Linked DNA regions of Mus musculus: all the other regions are linked to region 7. The links are chromatin contacts, called in public promoter capture Hi-C maps. All regions are on one chromosome and are shown on one strand. Each heading gives the region's core, a stretch centred on a gene start, on an enhancer-like site or on the middle of the called end of the contact. The rest is flanking DNA. Distances are from core to core; before and after follow the strand shown.

Region 1 (3,224 bases), core at 185-2,684, 1.2 Mb before region 7:
TGCTGTAAATTGAACCTCTGTCTTTTGGAAGAGCAGCAGTTGTTGTTAACTGCTAAGCCATCTTTCTGGCTCCCCAATTATCTGTCTGTCTGTCTGTCTGTCAATCTACCTACCTACTTATATTTATTGTTTTTTCAAGATAGAGTTTCACTCTATAGCTCTAGCTGTCCTGAAACTTGACCAGGCTGGCTTGCACTTGAAACACTACCTAGCCCAAACTTTTCTTTTTAAAAATAAGATGTAAAATTGGGAACACATAAACTCGTTGGACTGGTTTACATAAAATAAATCTTTTGAAAATGACAAAGGCTAGGCAGGAGAGATGGCTCAGAGGTTAAGAGGACTGACTGCTCTTCCAAAGGTCCTGATCGTAACCACATGGTGGCTCACAACCATCTGTAGTGGGATCGGATGCCCTCTTCTGGTGTGTCTGAAGACAGCTACAGTGTACTCATATAAAAACAGTAAATAAATCTTTTTCTTAAAAAAAAAAAAAAAAGAAAAAAAAGGAAAGAAAGAAAAAGGCAAAGGTTTAAAGATCTAAAGATTAAAAAAAATCAGGAAATTTTTCTGGGATACAATCTCCTTTTCTCCGTAAGCTATATATACATTTCAGTGTATTTAATGTTCCTACAGTATAACCAGAGCTTTAGTGGCAGACCAAACCTGAGGGGATTAAGTAGTCTATTCTAGAAAGTGGGAAATTGAGGTGGCTGGCCATTGGGTTTGCAGACTGTGTGGCGACTTGGGACAAGGAAGCGGGTTTATAGGAGGTCGGGTAATTGCTCCTGCAGGAGAGAACTACAGAACCCAGTTGGTTTGGAGGGGGAGCTGTTCACTGAGAAGGCCATGTCCTCCCAACAGCTTATAGAATCTGGCAGAAAGAAGGGATCTGAATTTGATAATAACTGCAGAGCTAGTAGACGGCCTAGAGATAACTCTCCTCCCTTCTCAGAAGCTTGTTTGCGTTTCCCTTTTCCTAGGCCTGGGGCTAGGGCAGGCCGTTTGCACCCGCTACCAGACTCCACCCAGGCTCTCCCACCCCCGCGCCGCGGAAATGCGGTGATCTGGCCGGACCTGGGAGCTCTCAGAAGCACTGATAGGACGATGCGGCCGTCAGTCAGATCCGCCGGATACCCGGATGAGAAGCTGTGCGCGATACAAAGGCGAAAATTCCACCCAGCTTTCCGTCTGGTACATTGACCAATAACCATCCGTCAGTCACTAAGTGGCATGAAGCTGAACCAATTACTAACTAGCCTCTGTTACGCATGTGGAAATTCTCGCAATTAGCCCAACCCACCTCGGATTATGATTGGACGGAATTGTGAGGAGCGGTAGCGCTCGCTAATTAGGAGCGGGAGCGAGAAAAGTCACAGCCAATAGGAACGCCTCCAGGAACGAGGCGGGGGCTGGACTTTCGCCTCGGCGGCAGAGGAGCTCGGGGGCCATTTTGTGAGGAGACGGAGAGCGAACGGTCGTGTGGTTCTTCGCTGTTGTAGCTCCGGCGTCTCGGCGTAGACTCGCAGTAGGAGAGGCGGTCTCTTCTCTCTCTCCTTCCTTTTGGTAAGCGAAGGGGGCGAGTGCAGGGGAGGCCCTGGGCTGCTGGGCCCCGCCAGCGTGTGTAAGGGGGAAACCGGCCTCGCGGCAGAAGCCGAGGCCGCGTTTGTTCCCGTGCGGTGGGGACTTGGGTCTCATGCGGGAGGCAACAGGGCCTCGGCCTTGGCGCGGAGTCAACCTAGTGACCTCCAGGCCACGGTGCGTACGAAAATACCCTGTCTGCGCGCTCGGGTTTAACGGCTACTTTGATTTTCTTTGCCCATCAGGGATTCCAAGGGGGGACCAAGAAAGCGAAGAACGAAATGCTTGTTGATGTAATTGTCGGGGATATCTTACGGATTCCGTTATCACTTCCGAAGATAGACGCTGGGTGGGGGTAGGGGAGCGATAACATGGTGGTGTCGGACTGGAAGCTTCTAAATTCCAGGCTGGCTACATGGCATCTGAACGGCGTTTTAACAATAGGTTGAGTAATCATTACTTTTTTCCTCTAGGGGTAAAATGGTTAAAAGTCGGAGTGCTTGTGTTTGTAAAGGGAAGTGCGGAAGATTAATTTTAATTGGAATAATTACAGCTCACATTTTATCTGCAGGTTACAAATCATAAGTTAGTGGAACTTGAGGTAGGTACTACTGTCATAGAGAGAATTGAGCCTTAGAAGCGGTTGACAGGATCGTACTAGACAGGTCAAGTATTTTCACTGAGTTTCTAGGTGGTGCGCGCCTTTAATCCCAGCACTTGGGAGGCAGAGACAGGCAGATCTCTTTGAGTTCTAGGACTGCCCAGGATACACAGAGAAACTCTGTTTCGTAAATAAATAAATAGGGGGAAAGGCTTATTTTTGGGGGGAGGGGACCTGACACGGATGTTAGCAGAAAAATTTCAAGCTGGACTTGGGAACAATAATTAAAAGGCACAGCAAGGGTTTACAGCTACCTCAGTACTAGTCCTATCCCTCTAAAACTCAAAAAGGCAGTTTATAGCTATGTATGATAGTGCAGGCCAGTAATCTTTGTATTGTGGAGGCTCTGAGACAGGACCCCTTACCCATTGCAAGGCAGCCCAGGACTACATAGTAAAACCGTGCTTAAAAACAAATTAGTTTCTCTCTTGTAGGTGTTGAGTTCTTTTTTTTTTTTTTTTTTTTTTTTTTTTTGGTTTTTCAAGACAGGGTTTCTCTGTATAGCCCTGGCTGTCCTGGAACTCACTTTGTAGACCAGGCTGGCCTCGAACTCAGAAATCCGCCTGCCTCTGCCTCCCGAGTGCTGGGATTAAAGGCGTGCGCCACCACGCCCGGCTAGGTGTTGAGTTCTTTTTAATGTAGCCTAGTGTTAGTGCTTAGTATTCAGGAAGACCTGGATTCAATCCCTGGTACTAAGAGTATGGGGTTTTTGTATCATATTTAATTGGGAGTTATTTTATTAGGTAAACGTACTATAAAATTGGTATTTCACTGTGTGTGCTGGCATAGTCTTTAAGCACTAGAAAGGCAGATAACTGAATTCAAGGCTAGCCTGCTGTAGAGTGAGTTCCAGGACAGCCAGGGGTACACAGAAAAACAATTGGGGTTTAAGTCACAAAAAAAATATGGTACTAATTTTAAACTATACAAATTATACTTTAAAGCATACTTCATAGAATGTAAATGGCCTACTCTGGTAATT
Region 2 (3,248 bases), core at 626-3,125, 1.1 Mb before region 7:
TAGTTCCAGAGGGTTCTGTCTGATAACCTGTCTCAAAGACTAAGTCGTGTCCCGTACTGACCAACTCCCTAAGTGAATCATTCATTGGGCTACGTTTCTTCACTCACTTCCTAAACAACAACTCTGGGGTCTACTTCTTTGCATGTCCATATCTCTCTCAAGATGGCTTTTTAAGTTCCGTTTATCAGATGTCTTTGCTGTAAATGAGGAAAGTATTTTGCAGTATTTATTTCTCTACCTCTCTTTGCATTTACTAGCTCTCTACCCATTGCAGACGGTTCTGCTTCCACCCCAAGACAAAAATTACTTATTTTACTCTGAAATCTCTCCAGCCAGAGTTGCTTAATCCCGGCTGTTTGGGAAGATTAGGGTATTCAGACACCCCAGAGACCAGCATTCTGTGTTATCAGAGCCCAAACTTGGCTCCAAGGTGTGGGCGAGCAGACAGACCCTCAGTGTTCTCAGGACTGTGTACGTGGGTGGGAAGAAGGGTAGGGGTGAGGTTGGGTGGGCCCGAGCTCCGAAGTTAGGATCCGGGGAGCTACTGCTTGAGCAGCGAAGCAGCTGCAACCCATTAGGGGCGGTGAGCTCATGGCTGAACAAGAGTCGCAGCCACAGGAAACGGCCTCGGCAGGAGGGGAGGAGGGGTCTGGAGCAGGCGGAGGTGGGCAGGAGCCCAAGACACCAGGCCTCTGGTCGGCTGGGACCAAACGACGGGCGAGACTGAGTCAGCGCTCACTGGCCTAGTTCCTGTCTTGCTCCAACCCTCTGAGCAGGGTGATGCTTCCCAGACTCTCCGTAGACATTGCCCTGGCAGGGCCTCTCCCCCTCCTCCACTCTGCAATGAGCATTATAGGCTGCACCCGCCTGGGCAGTGGGCGCTCTCCCCGTAGTACTTCATAGTACTTCTGGCCGGAAAGTTCCGGGCTTAGTGTTCACTCTGGTTGACATGGGCTTCTGGTACCCTGAGCTGCTGCTCTCCGAGCCTCTGCTCTACAGGATTCCATCCAGATCCCTCCCTGCAGCGACAGTGCTCTGAGGCAGGCACTGTCAGGAACAGCTCAGTTCCCTGCAGCTGCATGAACCTCGGGGAACTTTGTCCCAAAAACTATGGTTTTGGCTCTGGCAACGTCACGCCCATTGGTACTGCGGAACACCCCCTACCCACCCCCAAACAGCCCCCTTTCTGTGAGGGAATTTCCCTTTGGACATGCCCTTTGGCCCTGGCCCAGCCACAGCTGTGGCTAGTCCCTCAGGGCCGGATGGGTGGGCCCATCTCACCGGGTTTGGGGACTGGGATGGAAAATGGTGGTTCCAGGCAGGTCAGTTCTCATGACCCAGGACAGTGCCCTTTCAAGGGCTGCCGCCAGACCAACTCGCAGAGGGTCTCCAGGAGTGAAAAACTGAGATAGGGAGGGGGAGGGAAAACTCAGCAAAAGAAGACTGGGTAGGACCAAAAAGACCGGGGGTGGGATGTGTGCAAAGACCATCGAAGGATGGGGAGGTGGCACAGAAGAAAGAAAGGGTCATGGCAATACTCGGTAGGGACTGAGCAGGCAGCAGGACCGCAGATCGAAGAAAAGAAGGGGGGATGGGAGGGTGGAGAGTCTCCGAAGCGCCAAGGAGCGCTAAGCGGGCACAAGAGGCACGGGGCTGGGGGCCCGGAGCGGGCTGCGCGAAGGCCGAGGGGACACCGGGGTGCTTCGCGGGACTCACCATGGCTCGGCGTCGGGAGGTGTCCCACTCTCCGGCGGGCGGGCGGGGCGGGTGAGCCACCGCCTCCCTCCGGGCGCTCAGTCTCGCCGGGTCTAGCTGCAGGACAACTCGCGCGGCGACCGCGGCTCTCCCCGCTCGTTCGGCAGCCCAGGCCGCGGGGGCCCCGCCAGGGAGGGCCGAGACGGCCGCCTGCACCGCCCCGCCCAGCCCGGGACCCCAGCCGAGAAGCCCCCCCAACCCTGGCCACAAGCCTCGCCTCCGCTCCCCTGGCTGTCTGCTGCCAGCCCGCCCCGCCCCCTCCGAGAACCGCCCAGCTGAGGACGCCCCGGGTTTCCCGCGTCTTCTTCGCTCTGCGGGATCAGTTCAGCCTCAGCTCGGGACCCTGCAGGGGACCCGCCTAGGTCCCAGGTTGCCCGGCGGCCAAAAGCCTTCTTCCATCTCTAGGGTCCATGACACATCTCCGGTCCGTGGCAAGGCTTGGCAAGGTCCTGGGGCCCAGGTCGATCCACAGCCTTTAGTTCCCTTTAGGTAGAGCTGAAGGCCGGGAAATTAGGGTATTCCCCCAAGCCTTGGGCGTTTGCCCGCCCTTCTTCCCCTTCCACCTTCTTGGGTCTCAAGGCTCCATGAGACTACAATGGGCTCCTGTGTGCAGCCTGGGGAGGGCGGGGGATGAGGGGAATTACGAAGTAAAGGCTTGGCATGTGGGGTGGGGGGATATGTGTCACGGCTGAGAGGCCAGGGCCCCGGGATCAGGATCCCTCTGTAGGGTCTGGGGGCGTTTGCGGAGTTGCTCCACGCTGCCTTTGCCTTTTTCTCTACCTTAGACCCCTGTTGCTCTGCGGTTAGAGAAGGGGAAGCAACAGTTCCCGGATTAGACCCCACGCTTTAGTACTGATGTCAGATCTTTCCTTCTTGTTGCAGGGCGATAGTGGCCCATATGCTAGGGCTTTTGGCAGTGACTATTATCTTACACTTCAGACAAAAGGGGCTAGGCTCCTTTAATTTTTTTTTTTTTTTGCCTCACCTACAAACTCGAGTATCACTTCTACATGGAAGTGAAGGCCGAGTGGGGTCTCTCAAAAAGGCTTGAGGAACCGCAGCACATCAAGGGGTTGCCCTGCCTGTCTCTGAGTCACAGACTGGTCCAAAAGGTGGACATTTGGGAGGCGATCTGAAAGGTACTCATTTCCCAGAGAGATCGTGAAGGTGTTGGCATTGCAGTTAGAGGGTAAAGTTTATTTAGAAGACGTGTGGTAGTGGATACAGTCGATGAGGCTTGGAGCAGGAGGAGAAGAAAGGGCCTCCATGACAGGCTCTTTTCATCTTAGGATGCTACATTCTGCCCCTTTTCCTGTGGGTCTGGAGAAGGGAGAAACTTAATTCATGGGGATGACACGAGCCCTCTGGTTCATAGGGTTAAAAAAGAATCTCAAGCAGGGAAAACCCTGTGATTAACCGGCAAGAACTGTGGAGCTATCTCCAACCTTCCAGTTAAGGTAGACTCTTCAGTCTCCTTGTTATTAATGACCAAG
Region 3 (2,933 bases), core at 226-2,725, 1.1 Mb before region 7:
ATTTTTGCCATCTATTTGCATAATGCAGAACTTGACACTTCAGTCTACTGAACTATAGGCTGAATCTGACCCTTGAATTAAAAAAAACATTTTTTTTATTATTAATACTTAAAATAAGAGTGTTCTAAATTTCTGACTTCTATTCAAATCCGGAAACCATGGCACTACCGGAGCCAGAGCTGCCCACGGCAGTAGCTGGTGGAGTTGAGGACAGACATCCATTTAGCAGTGTGTACTGCTGAGTTCCCAGCAGTTCTCACTTCACAGGCAATCTAGTTCACTCACTTACACCATTATCTGCCTTCTTAGACAATTTATTTTCCACCTCTCAAGGGCCTCATCATTTTAGAGGTCTTGTGCATGACTCTATTTTCGCCATATGATTCAGTAAGATAAGCAGAAGAAGCATGGTGTAATGGCCATGCAAATGAAGTGTAGTTCAGACAGATCTTATGCGCTCAAGCAACAGAGCCAGAATCTAGGTCTCCTGACGCCTGGTCTTGTTTTTCTCCCACTAAGAATTTCACACGGAAGCTCACTGAACTAAACAAGGAGAAATAGGCATGGTTGCTAGTAGACAAATCCCAACTGCGGAGCCATTCAAGCTTCACCACAAATTTCCAACCTTTTCCTTAAATTGTTTGCTCCCCCTCATATTCTATAGTATCTTCCCCAGGAAACTGAGTGAGGCTTTACGACTTAATTTGGCCAACCAATTGTGATGGAAGTTAACATGTATCCATTTGGCGAGCAGCACTGCAGAATTCATAAACAATTCTTCACACTTAGTTCACGATGTAGTGGGGGAGGCAAACTTATGGTGACACAGTAGGGTCTTCATACAGTAAGGCTCAGTCAAGCATGGTGAGTGGCACGTGCCTTTAACTCCAGCACTTACAGGCATGTGGATCAAGGTCTACATGGCAAGTTCCAGGCAGGCAAAGATACATGTGAGACCCTGCCTTTTAGAAAAGAAAAGAAAAGAAAAGAAAAGAAAAGAAAAGAAAAGAAAAGGAAAGAAAAGAAAAGGAAAAAAAATTGAGCCTCCAGCATCTTAGGATCTTAATAATTTACAATGAACAAAGGCCCTTGTCGGTTATTCTGGACACAAAGTAATGAGAAATAAAACCAGAGGTTTTGGCCCTGAGTGTTCAGCATTGTTAAGAGACCCATTTATACGGTCCTTGAGTTTCTCTTAAGATGCAGAATGCAATATCCAGGTTTCCGATTACCGCGGTAAAAGCTGGAAGACAGCTAATTGCTGTTTTCTCTTTATAGTTTCTTTGGCCACTACGTCCTGACTTTGAAGAAAAATATTCTTTTCTCAGAGCCCTTCACTATCCCTGCAGTTTGATTGGGGGAAGAGAAAACATGGAGGAGGCCCGGATTGCGTTCTCTCCATTCCAGAGCCTGATCCCAGATCTGTCTCCACCCACTAATACTCACACGTAACTTTGTCATAGGGCGACTATTACCACTCCCAAGGTGTCACAAACAGAAAGGATCTGCAGCTGGCGCCACTGCAATGTCAAGGCAAGCCAGCCAGGCTGCGCTCTAGCCTCACTGGTACCTGGGCTTGCCTGAGCCCGGAGAAGCAGCATTCTCTAGGGAAAAGAAGCCTTCTCAAGTGGGAACAAAAATGAATGTGAGGCGAACACCCATCCCGGGCACTATGTGAATTTGGGGTGAGTTCTCTTAGGCCTAGTCAATCTCTACTTTTTAGCAGCTACTAAGCTGTCCCCCCTCTCCCCGGTGCTATTGGGATCCACCGTTTTCCTGGGCTTTCTCCGCTCCCCCAAACCAACCGAGTCTATCATCTTTGTACACTTGCAGAGGTCATAAGTGGTGTGGGCACAGTACAAAAAGAGCTTCAGCGACCGTACCGCTGCAGGGATCAAAGGCCCGCCGGGGGCGGCCGAAAGGCTGAGCCTGCGCAGTCCTGCTCCCGCCTTGGAAAGGGTGGCGGCCACGCGGGCTCGGTCCACCAGCGTGCTCGCTAGAGGCGGGAAAGTCTTAGGTCGGTACCCCCGCCTGCCCAGCCAGCCTGTCCTCTCCAGCTCCCGGCCCGGGGGGGAGGGGGCGAGGAGGGCCGGCGCCTCTGACTCATCATCTCCAACCCCCTTCTCGCGCGCGCTCCAAGTCTCAGGACTTTGAACCTGGGCACTCGCGCGAGGGGCGCGGCGGCAGCACCAGGGGAAGCGCGGCTTGGCCCGGCGCCGACCCCCAGCCTTTGTCAGTACCGGCAGCTGCGGGCACGAGGGCTAGAGACCCGCAGCCGGTGGCGGTGACCTGGCCGCGGTGGCGGCGCCTCTGTGCGCGACGGCCCTCCCGGCGCCTCCCCGCACGCGGGGCCAGTGGTCGCGTCCGAGGAAAACTCGGCTAGGCCTTGCTCCCAGCGCCTGGCGTCACTCAGCAGATGCACAGCGCCCCCGCCGCCGAGGGAAGGCTCTTTATTTTGCAGTAGGTCACGGGGTAGCGGGGCATCCTGGGATTTGTAGTCTCGGGTGAATTAGGCAGGACCCGGATCCAAGGGAGACCTGGAGCACAACCGACGCGGATTCTGGGTTGGCTGGTGCAGCAACCCGGCTTGGAGTGGATGGGATTGTGAAAGGTGAACAGTGAGAGGAGGCAGATGTGAAATGAAGCTGGATGGAGAGGCAGGGAGGAAGAAGTCGAAGAATGCAAGGGAGGAAGCTGCTTGACGAGGCGTGAGGTGAGGGAGGTCTCTAGTCCAGAAATTATCTCCCTCTAGTGGGGAAGAGAAGAGAAATGGGCCTGGGTTGAGGGGAAATTGAGGGCACTCTGGGCTTCAGGCACATTCTGGGGGAAGTCCAGTTATAGTCCAAGGGAGGTGCAAGACGCAGAAGTGCCTGGAGATGTCCCCCTTGGCGTAGGGGGACAGTGGCACCTGTCTTGCCCACTCACTCATCCGT
Region 4 (2,922 bases), core at 183-2,682, 1.4 Mb before region 7:
CTCTTCATTGCTGAGTCATCTCTCCAGCCCCTTAACTTTTCATTATTTAGGGACTATTTTATTAGTTTTTGTAATCAAACTACTGTACATAAGACCATTCAGTGCAATAATAGAAATAATTTTACTTTAGTTTTTGTTTCTGGATAGGTTTGATAGCCAGCCCAGGAGATCTACTGTTCTCTGCCTTTCCAACACTGAGATAACAACTGCCTAGTCATGGGCTGGAGATAAGGCTCAGTGGTAAAGAGCACAATTTATTATTACAGAATTGAACTCAGGTTCAAACCCTAGCACCCACATTGTACATCACAATTGCCTGTAACTCTAGTTCACGAAGATGACTCCGTCTTCTGGTCTCCAGGGGAGCCAGGTATGTGTGTGTGTGTGTGTGTGTGTGTGTGTACAAACACACATATACAAATATTCAAACACAAAAATAAACCTTTTTCTAAATTAAGCTAAAACAATGTCTGCCACCCCACACAGCTTTGCCTTAAATTTATGTGGGTTCTGGGAATCTCAGAATCTCATGCTTTCACAGCAAACACTTTACTGAGCTACCTCCCCATTTCTTGCACATTTTCTTTTAAAAAAAAAAAAAAGAACAAATTTATTATATGTATATGAGTACACTGTAGCCGTCTTCAGGCACACCAGAAAAGGGCAACGGATCCCAATTACAGATGGATATGAGTAACCATGTGGTTGCTGGGAATTGAACTCAGGACCTCTGGGAGAGCACTGAGTGCTCTTACCTGCCGAGACATCTCTCCACTCATCCTGAACATTTTTAAAGAGTGCTCCCTCACGCTGAAAAAGATGGTTCCCTAATTAAGATGTTTGTCTTAGAATATGCCTGAATTCCCAGAACTCGGATATTGAGGCAGGAGGATTGTGAGTTGCAGAACCACATAGTGAAACTCCACTCTCCTTTCACACACTTTGTATAGAAAGAAAGAAAGAAAGAAAGAAAGAAAGAAAGAAAGAAAGAAAGAAAGAAAGAAAGAAAGAAAGAAAGAAGGAGGGAGGGAGGGAGGGAGGGAGGGAGGGAGGGAGGGAGGGAGGGAGGGAGGGAGGGAGGGAGGAAGGAAGGAAGGAAGGAAGATAATATTTAACTTAGAAAATCTGGGGCCTTAAGGGCAGAAATCTATGATACAGTGCTTGACCGTATGTGCAAGGACCAGAATATACAATCAACCAGACTAACAGTCTGTTCACTCCTTCCCGTCCATCCATCTCTCCACGCATACACCCACCCGTCAAACACTCACACTTGTTCTAGCCCTGCTATTTTAAATGCGTTGTCACTAACGACTTAAAGAAACAACATGGCGGGTCTGCCAGCTACCAACATGGCAAACACAGCCTCAGCGCTCCCGGAAACACGAGAGAGAACTACCGTGAGGATTACGTCCGGCTGGTTCGCCAACCGGAAGTGGCTTTTCATCTTGGCTCTATCCGGCTGGCCTTCGGGCGTCCTCGTGAGAATTAGATGTTTCTTAGTTCTAGGCTGGGGAGGTGCTAGTCCGCCGCGCCTGATTCGAGCCGAGTCCGCGCTGGGAGCTAGGATGTCGGACACGTGGAGCTCTATCCAGGCCCATAAGAAACAGCTGGACTCGCTTCGCGAGAGATTGCAGCGGCGACGGAAGCAGGACTCTGGGCACTTGGGTGAGGTGCGGGGTGGTCGGGGCGGGCCTGGGCGGGGCGAGAGACTCCTGGAGAGGAAGACAGCCCCGGGCTCTGCGCCCTTTCCGGAGCAGCCCTTTATTGGACTCCTCGATTGTTGGTTACCCCATCTTTCCCGAGTAGCTGAAACGCATGCCCACCTGCGGGAAAGCTTGCAGTGCCTCCTCCCGGGCGTCGGTTTTTCAAGCGTAACACCACACCAACATGGGTCCACTCCTCTCCTTGGGTCCCATTCCAGTCCTGTCTAGGAGAATGTTGCGTCCGTGAAGCCTCTCAGTACCTTATTCCGAGAGCCAGCAAAACCCGTTTTGTTGCTTCTGTGCCTGTTTTACCTTAGTTGTAACGTTTGCTTTGTCACTGTCTTTTCTTTCCCATGTGGGCGGGGAGCAAGGATTGCTTCTGTATATCTATCCCCAGAGCCCGGTTTAGCAGCCACAACAGGGTCCTCACTAGGACCTTCTCACTAGGACCTTAATGAATGAGTAGTGCAAGTGTTTACAAACGTAGCAAGAATCTGAAAACACTTGATTTTGGTCTTTAAACATTTTCCCCCTCCCCCTTGTATGACAAAGTTAGAAAAATTGAAGGCACTTAAAAGAGTACTACCCTAATAGCCTTCTCCAGCACAAGCTCAATTATTTAAGGTAAACCAGTTGCAAAGCTCTGCGAGAATACCGAATCCATACTACATGTGTGGGTAGCATGTCAGTGCTTTGCAGTATTCACAGCTCACAACAGCAGACCTTGGTGAAATTCAGTCTCACCGTAATTTGTGAACATTTATTGCATATCTACACTACTCATGGGTTTCGGCAAAAAGAAGACACTGCTGTTACCTTAAAGGAGCTTAAAAATCTATGTGAGAATCAAAGAAGATTAGAAGAAAAAGCAGGGAGAAAAACCCTTCATGGTGGCTCATGCCTGTAATCCCAGCACTTTTTTTTTTAAAAGATTTATTTATTTATTATATGTAAGTACACTGTAGCTGTCCTCAGACACTCCAGAAGAGGGAGTCAGATCTTGTTACAGATGGTTGTGAGCCACCATGTGGTTGCTGGGATTTGAACTTCAGACCTTCGGAAGAGCAGTCGGGTGCTCTTACCCACTGAGCCATCTCACCAGCCCATCCCAGCACTTTTTTAAACAAGAGGGATATCTGTGAGTTTGAGGCCAGCCTGGTATACACAGTGAGTTCCAGGACAGCCAGAACTACCTAGAGAGACCCTGCCTCAAAAC
Region 5 (3,195 bases), core at 641-3,140, 1.3 Mb before region 7:
AACCGGGTTTTGCCAGGGCCTGTTGCACCAGAGAACAGCAAGAAACGGGTCCGTAGGACAAGACCAGACCTTTCTAAGATGATGGCCCTGATGCAGGGTGGAAGCACTGGGTCCCTGTCTCTGCATAACACCTTTCAACACAGCAGTAGTAACCTACAGTCTGTGTCGTCTCTGGGTCACAGCAGTACCACTTCTGCATCTCTGCCTTTTATGCCGTTTGTGATGGGTGCAGCAGCACCCCCTCATGTAGACTCCAGCACCATGCTTCATCATCACCACCACCATCCCCACCCCCACCATCACCACCATCACCATCCAGGCTTGAGAACCACTGGCTACCCTTCTTCACCAGCTACTACCACCTCTGGTACTGCCTTGCGGTTACCAACACTGCAACCTGAGGACGATGATGAAGAGGAGGATGAAGAAGATGATGATTTATCTCAGGGCTATGACAGCTCAGAACGGGACTTCTCACTCATTGATGACCCTATGATGCCAGCCAACTCAGACTCCAGTGAAGATGCTGACGACTGAAGCCCCATATAGACCCGTGATGGGTGGCTGCTGGAATCCCTTACTCTGGCCCTTGGACTTTGGAAATGTGGGAGGGGCAGGGAACAATATGGGGAAACCCAAGACTTCAGGAGGTGAAAAGAAAAAGAAAAAAACAAAAAACAAAAAAAAACAAAAAACTTGTACCCAATTGCTCCCAATTTTGAGAGGATTGGGTGGGCAGGGGAACTCCTAAAAAAAAAAAATAATAAATGACCACTTCCTCGTTTCTGGGGAAGCAAAGGAGCTTAGAGCAGCTGGTGTGCTCACCCCTCCCCAGACGCCTCCATTAACCACAGACTATGTAGCGCTGGCCCTAGCCTCTGGCAGAGCCTGTTCCTGGCCAAACTGTGGCTACAGCTGGAGGGTCAGGAACTGTTACCTTCCTTCCCCTTGGCATTAATAAATTTAAGTTAATCCTTTTCCATTCTTCCTATGTTCTGTTTCCTTAAACACAATATAAGTACTGTTTTTTGCTGCGTAATTTAAACACCATTCTCCTACAGTTCAATACTGTTGCAACTAATAGAAAAGCCATTTGTAGTCCTCAATAGGCATATATAATGGCGGGTTATCCCGTTTGTTAAAGCCAAGGAAATGATACAAGATAAAGAGGTAAAATATTTTGAATTGTACTTCACATTCTTAAACGAGGATTAATTTCAAGAGCCATATTTTTTTTTTCAATTAGTCAGGATAACTATTCTTGGGGAAAGCCAGAGAATAATGTGGCTTTTCATGAAATACAGCAAAAGTACACGCTGACAAAAAGGGTGCCTTCACAACTTGGGTCTTCGCGAGGCTGGAAAGAACTACAAAGTTTAGGAGCCACTCCGAGCCATTTGTTTCCTTCCACCCTACCGGCCCATCTCTTAAAGGAAAACAGAACCTTTCCTTCCTACTCTGCTGCCCACCGCGCAGCTTATTCGCGAAGGTGGGCTCCGTCCCTCTGGGGTGCAGTGTTTGGTTGAGAGTGCCTTCCCCGGGGCGGTCACTGGCCTGCCCTGGGGCAGAGGACTCACTCCTGCGCCTGGCTGCACGCGGGTCCCGCTCTTTCTGCTCCCCTCCCTCTGCCCGCCGCCCAGAGCGCCCGGAGCTCGGAAAGTGGGCGGGTCACGTGACGGGAGCCTCTGGCGCCGGAGAGAGCTTCCAGAGCCCGCGAGCCCGCGCTGCACCTCGGTCTGTTGACTTCACTTTTGCGTCCTCGGTTGCCCTTCCTCCCGCCACCCTACGGAACGAGCGGTGGGTTTGGTTTTTTCGCTTTTTAAATCTTCGACGCTCTAGGGACCCGGAAGCGGAAGGGGATACCGGGCGGTCGGTACTTCCGGGTCACAGAGAGTGCGGGATTCCGGGCCGAGCGCGGGTGGCGGAGCTGGGACCTCGCGTGATTCTCGGAGCCCGACGGGAAGCGGCGTCCAGGGCAATGGCTGTGACTCTGGACAAAGACGCGTACTACCGGCGAGTGAAGAGATTGTACAGTAACTGGCGGGTAAGGAGCCCCGCGCCCCCGGGAGCCCCACATCCCATAATAGCCTGCTTCCCGGCGCCCTTTTCCCCCTCAGCCAGAAACCTCCGGCTCCGCCGCGCTCCCGCCTGCCCCGGCAGCGTCCGGCTCGCCGCGCCGTGCTGCGCCTGCGGGGTCCGCACGCGCCTGGCCCGCCCCGCGGCCACAGCGGCCCGCCCAGGTCCCGCCACAATTACCGTTTGCGGGAAAGGGGCGCGAAAGCTGTGCCCGGAGCTCTTGGCGCTCCCCGCTCCCCGGCCTCTGCTGGAGTTGAGAAATGCTGCTCCCGCGCCCCGCTGCTTCTCCTTAGGCCCTGCGTGGGTCACAGACCCAGCGCTGGGAACCTGCGGGCTCTCCTAAGAATTAATTGATGGGACGCCTCAAAGCCGGTTTCCCATGTCGGCAGCATACCGGGGGCACGTGTTGAGGAAAACGCTGTGGAAGTTCCAGGGCTTCTCCAAAGATTGGGCAGTTTCCCTGTTTTATAATCATAATTTCAAACTTACTTTTTTGCTAGTTAACTTGTTAACTTCACAAGTGTTTGATTGATTTCATACTGTCTGAACGGTCTATCGTCTGGGCTCTGAACCTTGTGAGTGAGGGGAAATAGAACTGATAAAAAAGAAAGCCGAAAATGCTCTGAAAAAATACCAACTCCGGTTTCAGCTTTGTAAACTATCTTATACTGATTGGTCCTCTCCATTCTTGGCTCCTGCATGTAATCCCATGATTTCTGAGGCTGAGGCAGGAAAATGACTAGTTTCAAGCCTGCCTGTGCTTCATAGTGAGACTGTATCAATCGGCTCGTCATTTAGTAAATAAAATTGAACCTTTACTGAAGTCGGTTGTTTTTCCTGCCTCATCAGAAAAAAGCCTATGTATCTTTTAAGCAAGATGCATTGCGTGCTGAAAATAATATAGGGTTTTTCACTTTATTGGCTAATTTTTTTTAGATGACTTAGTGGTCTCTATCACAAAATTATATTGTTTGGTCCTGAGGATTGGCCCTACCACCACCTCTGTGTTTTACCATTAAGCTATATCCCTATCCAGGGAATATTTACTGTCACTGTGTTATGATGTATGCAATGATGATAATCAAAAGCCCCCGTTTCTACAGCCAGCCCTGAAATAAT
Region 6 (2,912 bases), core at 231-2,730, 1.4 Mb before region 7:
CAAACCACATGGATAACAAAATCTGTGGGCACCAAAGTCCCTCAGGAACAGAGATGTATATTTACAAACTACCTACACACGTTGTTCTCAACACTGCGATCATTTCTGATTCTACCTAAAACAGTGCGGGTGATGTGCAAATAGTTGACAAATTATATTGTTTAGGGAAAATGACAAGAGCAAAGTTTATAAAAATAAATAAATCTCTTTAAAAACAAATTTTGCAGGTTTTGCTGTGTTGCTCAAGCTTCCTTCAGGTTTGTTTGTTTGTTTGGGGGGGGGGGGTTGGTTCAAGACAGGGTTTCTCTGTGTAGCCCAGGCTGTCCTGGAACTCACTTTGTAGACCAGGCTGGCTTCGAAATCAGAAATCCGCCTGCCTCTGCTTCTCGAGAGCTGGGATTAAAAGCCTGCACCACCACGCCCGGCTTCCTCGAGTTTTCTAATACTGGTATTTAAACAAACAAACAACAACCAAAAAACCCTTCTTGTATGGAAATGTAGTCGGCAGAACTTTAGAAAATGCAGGAACACCTTTCTCAGTGTAGTTTGACCTATGGTGAAATTTTGCTTCTTTCCAGAATAAATGACTCCGTCAGTGTACCTCTGATAAGTCTTGTTTCCCAGTGTGTATTCGTGCGTAGTAATTGGAACTATTGGTAAATTTAAGGTCCTTTGCTTTTTAAGTGAAATTCCTCACTCCCGATATTACTAAATGACTCAGAATTTTGGGTTGCTAAAATCGGAACACTGGTCTAGGGCGTGGTAGCTCATGCCTCAAATACCATATCTCTGTGTTTAACGCCAGCCTGATATATTGAGACCCTGTCTCAAAAAAACAAACAAAACTCTAATACTGGAAAATCTGAAACGTGCATAGATAAGCAAGTAGAATGGCTATAAAACCCGTGTCGATTATGTGTTGATAATCCTGCTTGTCAAGGATCACCCTAGAAGTGGCATTCAGAAAAACTGATCGTTGGCTTCTTTGATAAACCAGCATCATTCCTACGTTTAAGAGGTGGTGGGGCTTGTTTCCAGTCTTGTTCAACGTTTTTCCAGAGTTCCTCCCCATGACTGACAGGCATCCTGAGTACATGAGAGGAGGGCATGTAGGGGCTGGACCAAAACGGACCAACAGAACTCCAAAAAGGCCTTCACATTCCTATACGTAATCGTGGGAGATCACCAAGCCAGTCGACCCAAGATGGCCTCCCGAGACAGGTAGCAGGTGCTGTCCGGGTTTGCAGCGCCCCCAGCGGCGGGGGTCAGAGGCCTGGCCTGCCAGCCCGCCGCCCGCTCCGATTTCCAAGCAGGCATATCTGCGGTTGCCTACGTACCCTTCCCAGCCTCAGGCCCTCCCAGCCTTCGGAGACTTCCTGGATGGCGCCCGGCTCCGGCCACGCCATTGGTAGATGGAGGGCGGTGGGCGGGCCCAGGCGCATGGAGGACTAGCAAGCTTGCTTGCGGCGAGGGCTGGCCGTGCTCCGCCGGAAGGCGCCTTGTTCTCCCGGACGGTGGGTTGCAACTCTTGCCCAGGGAAGGAAGCCGCAGGACTGGCTCAGGTAAGCCTGCGGCACGCGCGGCTCCACCAAGCCTCGTCGGAGCCTGGGCGGGTAGTGGGTGGGGTAACAACGTCCTCGCTTGCTCGCTCGCTCGCACCCATGCGGGTGCAGCGCCGAGCGGTGATCAGGTGCGGGATGCTCGGGGCTGAACCACTCTCCTTTGTGAGAGGCAGGCGCTGGGGACCGGACGGGCCGCGGGGCCGTGCTGGGACGGGCCGCGAGGGAGCTGCTAGGGCCAGCGTGGAGTTTTGGAGCTTGTCATGGCACTGCTGGGCGAGGCGCACATTCGAGACAGTTGCCTTTTTCTTCTTCCTCCTTTCCCAAGAAGAAAAACTCCCCTGCTCGGTTAGGTTACTCCATACGTTGGAGTCAGAAGTGCGAGGCCAGGGTTTTAGTTTGTTTTGGCTGGATTCTTTTTCCCTCTCCTCTCTTATCTTTAATGTTTTTAGTAAATGTGGGTAGGGAAGCCTGAGGTGAACGTGTTCGGATTTATTATGTTCCCAATTTCTGCGGGGCTGTTGCAAAGTAGAGGTGACGAGGAAACGAACAGCACAAGTCTTGTGTCTTCCTTGACAGGTCTGCAGAGCTCTTTGGTTTTCTGACACATTATGTAAACTCTTCACTAGAGGAGGACTGCCTCTTGGCGAATATTATTTAAAATTTGTTTTGGTTTTTTTGTGTCTTAATTTACCTGTTTCTAGTCGGCTTGCCATTGCTGCAGCTGTGCATACGCAGCAGCGCCTCTTTAAGGGGCAGTCCTGACGTCGTTAAAGGCTTCCCAGAGGAGGTATGTAGTGAACCAGTCTTCGCAGTGAGTGAGCAAAGTGAGCCAGAAGTCGGATTTTAAACGCTACGTAATTTTCTTTCAAAAGATAGACACAGTGAGACATCTCAGACACGAGTGAGGACCTTGCTTTAGCGATTTTGCTGCATTCTGCCATCACATCGATGTCCACAGAATCTCTGTTCTGAGTTTGTTAACTCAGAGACTGGCTTAGTGCCAACTGAGGTCGTTTTGGGGGGGCACATCAGATTCTAGGACATGGATTTGCAATTTGAATGTTTCCCTTATGTTGTTGCTGTTGTTTCTTTTGAAAGGATATCTGGCTTTCCATTTGTAGACCAGGTTGGCCTCTAACTCACTGAGATCTTCCTGCCTCTGCCTGGATTAAAGGCGTGCACCTCTGGCCCCTGCTGGGATATTGTCTTTTTGATTACAGAGTGTCTTCTGCCTAAAAATATCTTTTTATGGTCACCCTGCAGGTTCCACAAGTTGTAATCAATTTCTTAGGGCAGGAAGTGGGCAACTTCTTCTTCTTTTTTTTTTTTTTTTTTTTTTTGTTAACTTGT
Region 7 (3,282 bases), core at 20-2,519:
TCTAGCCAGGTTGTAGTCACCAGCATTTGATGACAGTCACCAGAAAATTGACGGGCAACTTGTTTCTTTTTTTTTAATATTCATTTATTTTATTTATATGAGTACACTGTAGCTGTCTTCAGACACACCAGAAGAGGGCATCAGATCCTATTACAGATGGTTGTAAGCCACCATGTGATTGCTGGGAATTGAACTCAGGACCTCTGGAAGAGCAGCCAGTGCTCTTAACCACTGAGCCATCTCTCCAGCCCCGGCAACTGGTTTCTATAACCCAGGCTCTAGGCCCTACATGGCTACTGACCCTGTCCTTACTAAGGCAGACTTCAGTCTCAGGGTGGAGTATGAAGAAAACATCAGTTGGTATCCAGCAGGCAGCTCTGAGTGCTGGCAGTGTGACTTGGGAGAAGAGAGTTCAGAGCTTCCATTGGTGGACACCCTGATGAAGCCATCCTTGAGAAGCATTGGTCCAACTGGACCTGCAGCCTCACTTCTGTTCCCTTCTATGGTTTAGAGGCATGTCTAACAACATGATATAAGCTTCCTCTTTCTGAAGAATCTGAAGAGGAAATCCACTAGTGAGTTCAAATTCTCTTAGAGCATGGCCAGGAGGCCGGGGGGTGGGGGGCGGTTAGGGAAGGACAAGAGCCATTAGAGTTTAACTTTCTGGCAGTCCTAGTGGTACCTGCATATAATCCCTTCACAGGAGATTTCCACCAGAGTTCAGGACTTAAGGGAAGTGGAGGCCACATAGAAGACATTACCTGTTAAAACCAGTTCCTAAAAATACACATCTCTGATTTACACCTTCAGTTTGGTTATCACTGCTGTGTAAAGTGTTAGGCTTTTGGTCCACCCTCTGGGGTTATGAAGGAACAGCAAAGTCAGGCAGATGTTAAGAGATATTTCCCCCCCAAATCCCACAGCTATGATGGAGGAAGATGAGTCAAATGTTAATTGTTTATAGTCTAGACTTTCCAGACTCCCTCACTAGCCTCCTGTCACCTCCAGCCACCAACTGGGAAAACAGTCAGTCCTTCTGGCCTGGCTCACTCTACCCAACGTTTGCGTTCCCTTTGCTTTGCAATTTTCCCCACTCAACACACTCTTGTGACCTACAGGTTTGGAAGGAGGGAAAGGGGAAGTCATCCCAGGACTTGGCCCAGTGCATTGAGTGTCAGCTTCCAGCACTGAGAGATGAGGGTTTAGCCCTCAGGCTAGCTATAATTAGCCAAGTGCGGGCACTGCTAGGATCCGTACACAGCAGTCCTAAGCAGACTGGGAACTCAAGAGAGGGCAAGCAGAAGCCCGGTGTCTCCTGCCTGGGATTAAAAGAAAACGAGTGGAAAGCGGGGCTTTGTCCTGAGCCAGATGGCTACAGGCGTTTGTGGTTCTGTTGCACTTGGTGAACCCTATGGTTAGTTAGCGCCATATAGCCCAAAGTTAGTGTGTCACCGGACGGAGTGAGGGACTGACAGCTGAATTGAAGACAGTTCTGTTTTCCTGAGTGCTGCTCAGGTATACTTCTCTCATGCCTGGGCACCTGCGGCAACCTCACAAGCGTCTGGAAGATGGCAAGCCTTTCCTCAGACTTGGAGCATGTCTCCCTTCCTATCGAGAAGGACAGTCTTGAACTACCTGTGCCTGCCGGAAGAACCTTCTCCCGGTCTCCCTCTTCCGATGAGGATCCCGGCTTGTTTTCCTTTTCTCTGGCAGAGCCTGACCCACCTAGCCCCTTCGTTTCAGGAAACCTTCCCTTTCTAGCTTCATCTCCGGAGAAAGGGAAGAAGCAGGATGACAGCGACGACTCAGCGGAGCCTGAGATGCTGTGCAGCGTGGAGCACCCCTGCCAGTTCTTCGCTGAAGCGCAGAGACTGCGGGAGCAGAAGCTGCTGCTGGATGAAGAGGTGTCTGTGGGGGGACAGGTATATGGGGTGCATCGGGTGATCTTGGCTGCAATTAGCAGCCTCTTCCGAGGCAGGCTGCTGAGCGGTGGGGGTCAGCAGCCCAGTTTCAGCCTTGATGTGACCCCGAGGGGCTGGGAGGCTGCGCTGACCTTTGCCTACGAGGGGGTGCTGGGCCCCGCCTCACAGGACGAAGTGCTGGCTGCTGCAGAGGCGCTGGGAGCACCCCGGGTGAAGAAGGCGGCCCAGCTGAAGCCAGAAGGACTTGGTAAAGCCAGGGGAAATGAAAAGAAGCTCAGCCAGGCAGAGGAGCTGAGGGAGAATCTGCACAGCATTGAGCGTCTGTATCGAGAGGGCATCGGGTGCGACTTGGAGCTGGAGGCAGAGGGCTACCGCCTGCGGGGTGAGAGTCTGTGAGACAACTGCCAAAAATGCATGTTTTGCTTGTTTTGCGGTGGTAGGGATGGAACCTAAGGCCTTAATTCCACTCTACCATGGATCCACACCCCCTAGCCTTGCGAAATAGTTTTGTATTATTGCTTCAGCAAGAATGTCCTTTTTGGTGCTTCTCCAGAGCCACCAAGAAATGCACATGCGCAGTTGAATTGTTTTCCTAGACACCCGGACAGATTTGAACTGATAGATAGTTCAGGCAGTTTCCCCCCCCCCCCCCCCTCCCTGGTAGCTAGAATTTCCAGCCAGATGGCTAGGGCTTAGAGTACAGTCCATGGCAGCAAAACAGGGAGAAAGAGACTGACTCAAACAAATTAGCTAGAGCCTTTTGGCATCTACTCAGCACACAGCAAAGGGCAGCCGAGGCCATCAGTACAAGTTTCCCAGTGTGTCCTTTGTCCTAGGTGTGTTTGACTCTGGCAGCAGACTTCAGTCTGCTTCCCCTGTGCGGTTATCCCCTATGCAGTTATACCAGGATATGTCTGACCTGGGAAATGGAGTCTGTCGGAGACACAACAAAGCTTAAAGTTACAATAGATTTGCTTAGAGATTACCTAGTTCAGGGCTAATAATTTTCAAATGAAGAAATCAAGCAAACTGTGGTGACTTATGTCTGTAATTCCAGCACTAAAGAGACTGAACAAGAGGACTGCCCAGAATTTGAGGCCAGCCTATGCTACATAGGCCAGTGTGGACTATATTGGGAGTTCCTATCTCACAAACCAAAATGAAAAAGGAAAGAGAAAAGAAACCTAGTAGTGCCTTGTGACCTCTACCTGTAACACTTAGGAGGCTGAAAAAGGAGGACTGGCATGAGTTCAAGACCAGCCTAGACTGACTCCAACATGCCCACTCACAGCACTAAGTGCTTAGTGAGGTTACTCTAGAGGAAAGTCAGCCCTAAAGGTTTCCTACATTTCCTGTGGCA

The links. Promoter capture Hi-C pulls out the DNA fragments that hold promoters and counts their contacts.
Region 1: a promoter capture Hi-C map of hippocampal neurons shows a contact between it and region 7, with 4 times the contacts expected there. The contact joins the promoter of Hnrnpc here to the promoter of Klhl33 in region 7. A contact is called at or near these places in 5 of 39 promoter capture datasets (cranial neural crest, hippocampal neurons, liver and 1 more) and 1 of 9 other capture datasets (macrophages).
Region 2: a contact with region 7 is called in a promoter capture Hi-C map of frontonasal cranial neural crest. The contact joins the promoter of Arhgef40 here to the promoter of Klhl33 in region 7. A contact is called at or near these places in 13 of 39 promoter capture datasets (the 3T3-L1 cell line, 3T3-L1-derived adipocytes, cranial neural crest and 8 more).
Region 3: a contact with region 7 is called in a promoter capture Hi-C map of the HPC-7 cell line. The contact joins the promoter of Zfp219 here to the promoter of Klhl33 in region 7. A contact is called at or near these places in 3 of 39 promoter capture datasets (the 3T3-L1 cell line, the HPC-7 cell line and hippocampal neurons) and 1 of 9 other capture datasets (macrophages).
Region 4: a promoter capture Hi-C map of hippocampal neurons shows a contact between it and region 7, with 3 times the contacts expected there. The contact joins the promoter of Mettl3 here to the promoter of Klhl33 in region 7. A contact is called at or near these places in 5 of 39 promoter capture datasets (the 3T3-L1 cell line, the C10 cell line, cranial neural crest and 2 more).
Region 5: a promoter capture Hi-C map of second pharyngeal arch cranial neural crest shows a contact between it and region 7. The contact joins the promoter of Supt16 here to the promoter of Klhl33 in region 7. A contact is called at or near these places in 8 of 39 promoter capture datasets (the 3T3-L1 cell line, 3T3-L1-derived adipocytes, cranial neural crest and 4 more).
Region 6: a promoter capture Hi-C map of liver shows a contact between it and region 7, with 4 times the contacts expected there. The contact joins the promoter of Chd8 here to the promoter of Klhl33 in region 7. A contact is called at or near these places in 5 of 39 promoter capture datasets (the 3T3-L1 cell line, the C10 cell line, frontonasal cranial neural crest and 1 more).

What each region holds. Positions count from the first base shown.
Region 1 is chr14:52,102,231-52,105,454 of GRCm38.p6, reverse strand. Hnrnpc (heterogeneous nuclear ribonucleoprotein C) reads left to right here and starts at 1,434. Exons shown (of 9, transcript NM_001170981.2): 1 at 1,434-1,566. It also overlaps a transcript of Rpgrip1 not described here.
Region 2 is chr14:51,983,460-51,986,707 of GRCm38.p6, reverse strand. Arhgef40 (Rho guanine nucleotide exchange factor (GEF) 40) reads right to left here and starts at 1,875. Exons shown (of 24, transcript NM_198249.4): 1 at 1,717-1,875. The coding sequence starts at 1,719. It overlaps Gm16617 (predicted gene, 16617), which reads left to right. Exons shown (of 3, transcript NR_045728.1): 3 at 1-319.
Region 3 is chr14:52,019,275-52,022,207 of GRCm38.p6, reverse strand. Zfp219 (zinc finger protein 219) reads left to right here and starts at 1,475. Exons shown (of 5, transcript NM_027248.2): 1 at 1,475-1,685. It overlaps Tmem253 (transmembrane protein 253), which reads right to left. Exons shown (of 7, transcript NM_001033805.3): 7 at 2,421-2,933. The coding sequence ends at 2,922.
Region 4 is chr14:52,303,634-52,306,555 of GRCm38.p6, reverse strand. Mettl3 (methyltransferase like 3) reads left to right here and starts at 1,432. Exons shown (of 11, transcript NM_019721.2): 1 at 1,432-1,668. The coding sequence starts at 1,569.
Region 5 is chr14:52,195,934-52,199,128 of GRCm38.p6, reverse strand. Supt16 (SPT16, facilitates chromatin remodeling subunit) reads left to right here and starts at 1,890. Exons shown (of 26, transcript NM_033618.3): 1 at 1,890-2,044. The coding sequence starts at 1,979. Chd8 (chromodomain helicase DNA binding protein 8) reads left to right here. Exons shown (of 38, transcript NM_201637.3): 38 at 1-978. The coding sequence ends at 537.
Region 6 is chr14:52,256,328-52,259,239 of GRCm38.p6, reverse strand. It overlaps Chd8 (chromodomain helicase DNA binding protein 8), which reads left to right and starts at 1,480. Exons shown (of 38, transcript NM_201637.3): 1 at 1,480-1,562.
Region 7 is chr14:50,895,470-50,898,751 of GRCm38.p6, reverse strand. It overlaps Klhl33 (kelch-like 33), which reads left to right and starts at 1,269. Exons shown (of 4, transcript NM_001370764.1): 1 at 1,269-2,304. The coding sequence starts at 1,569.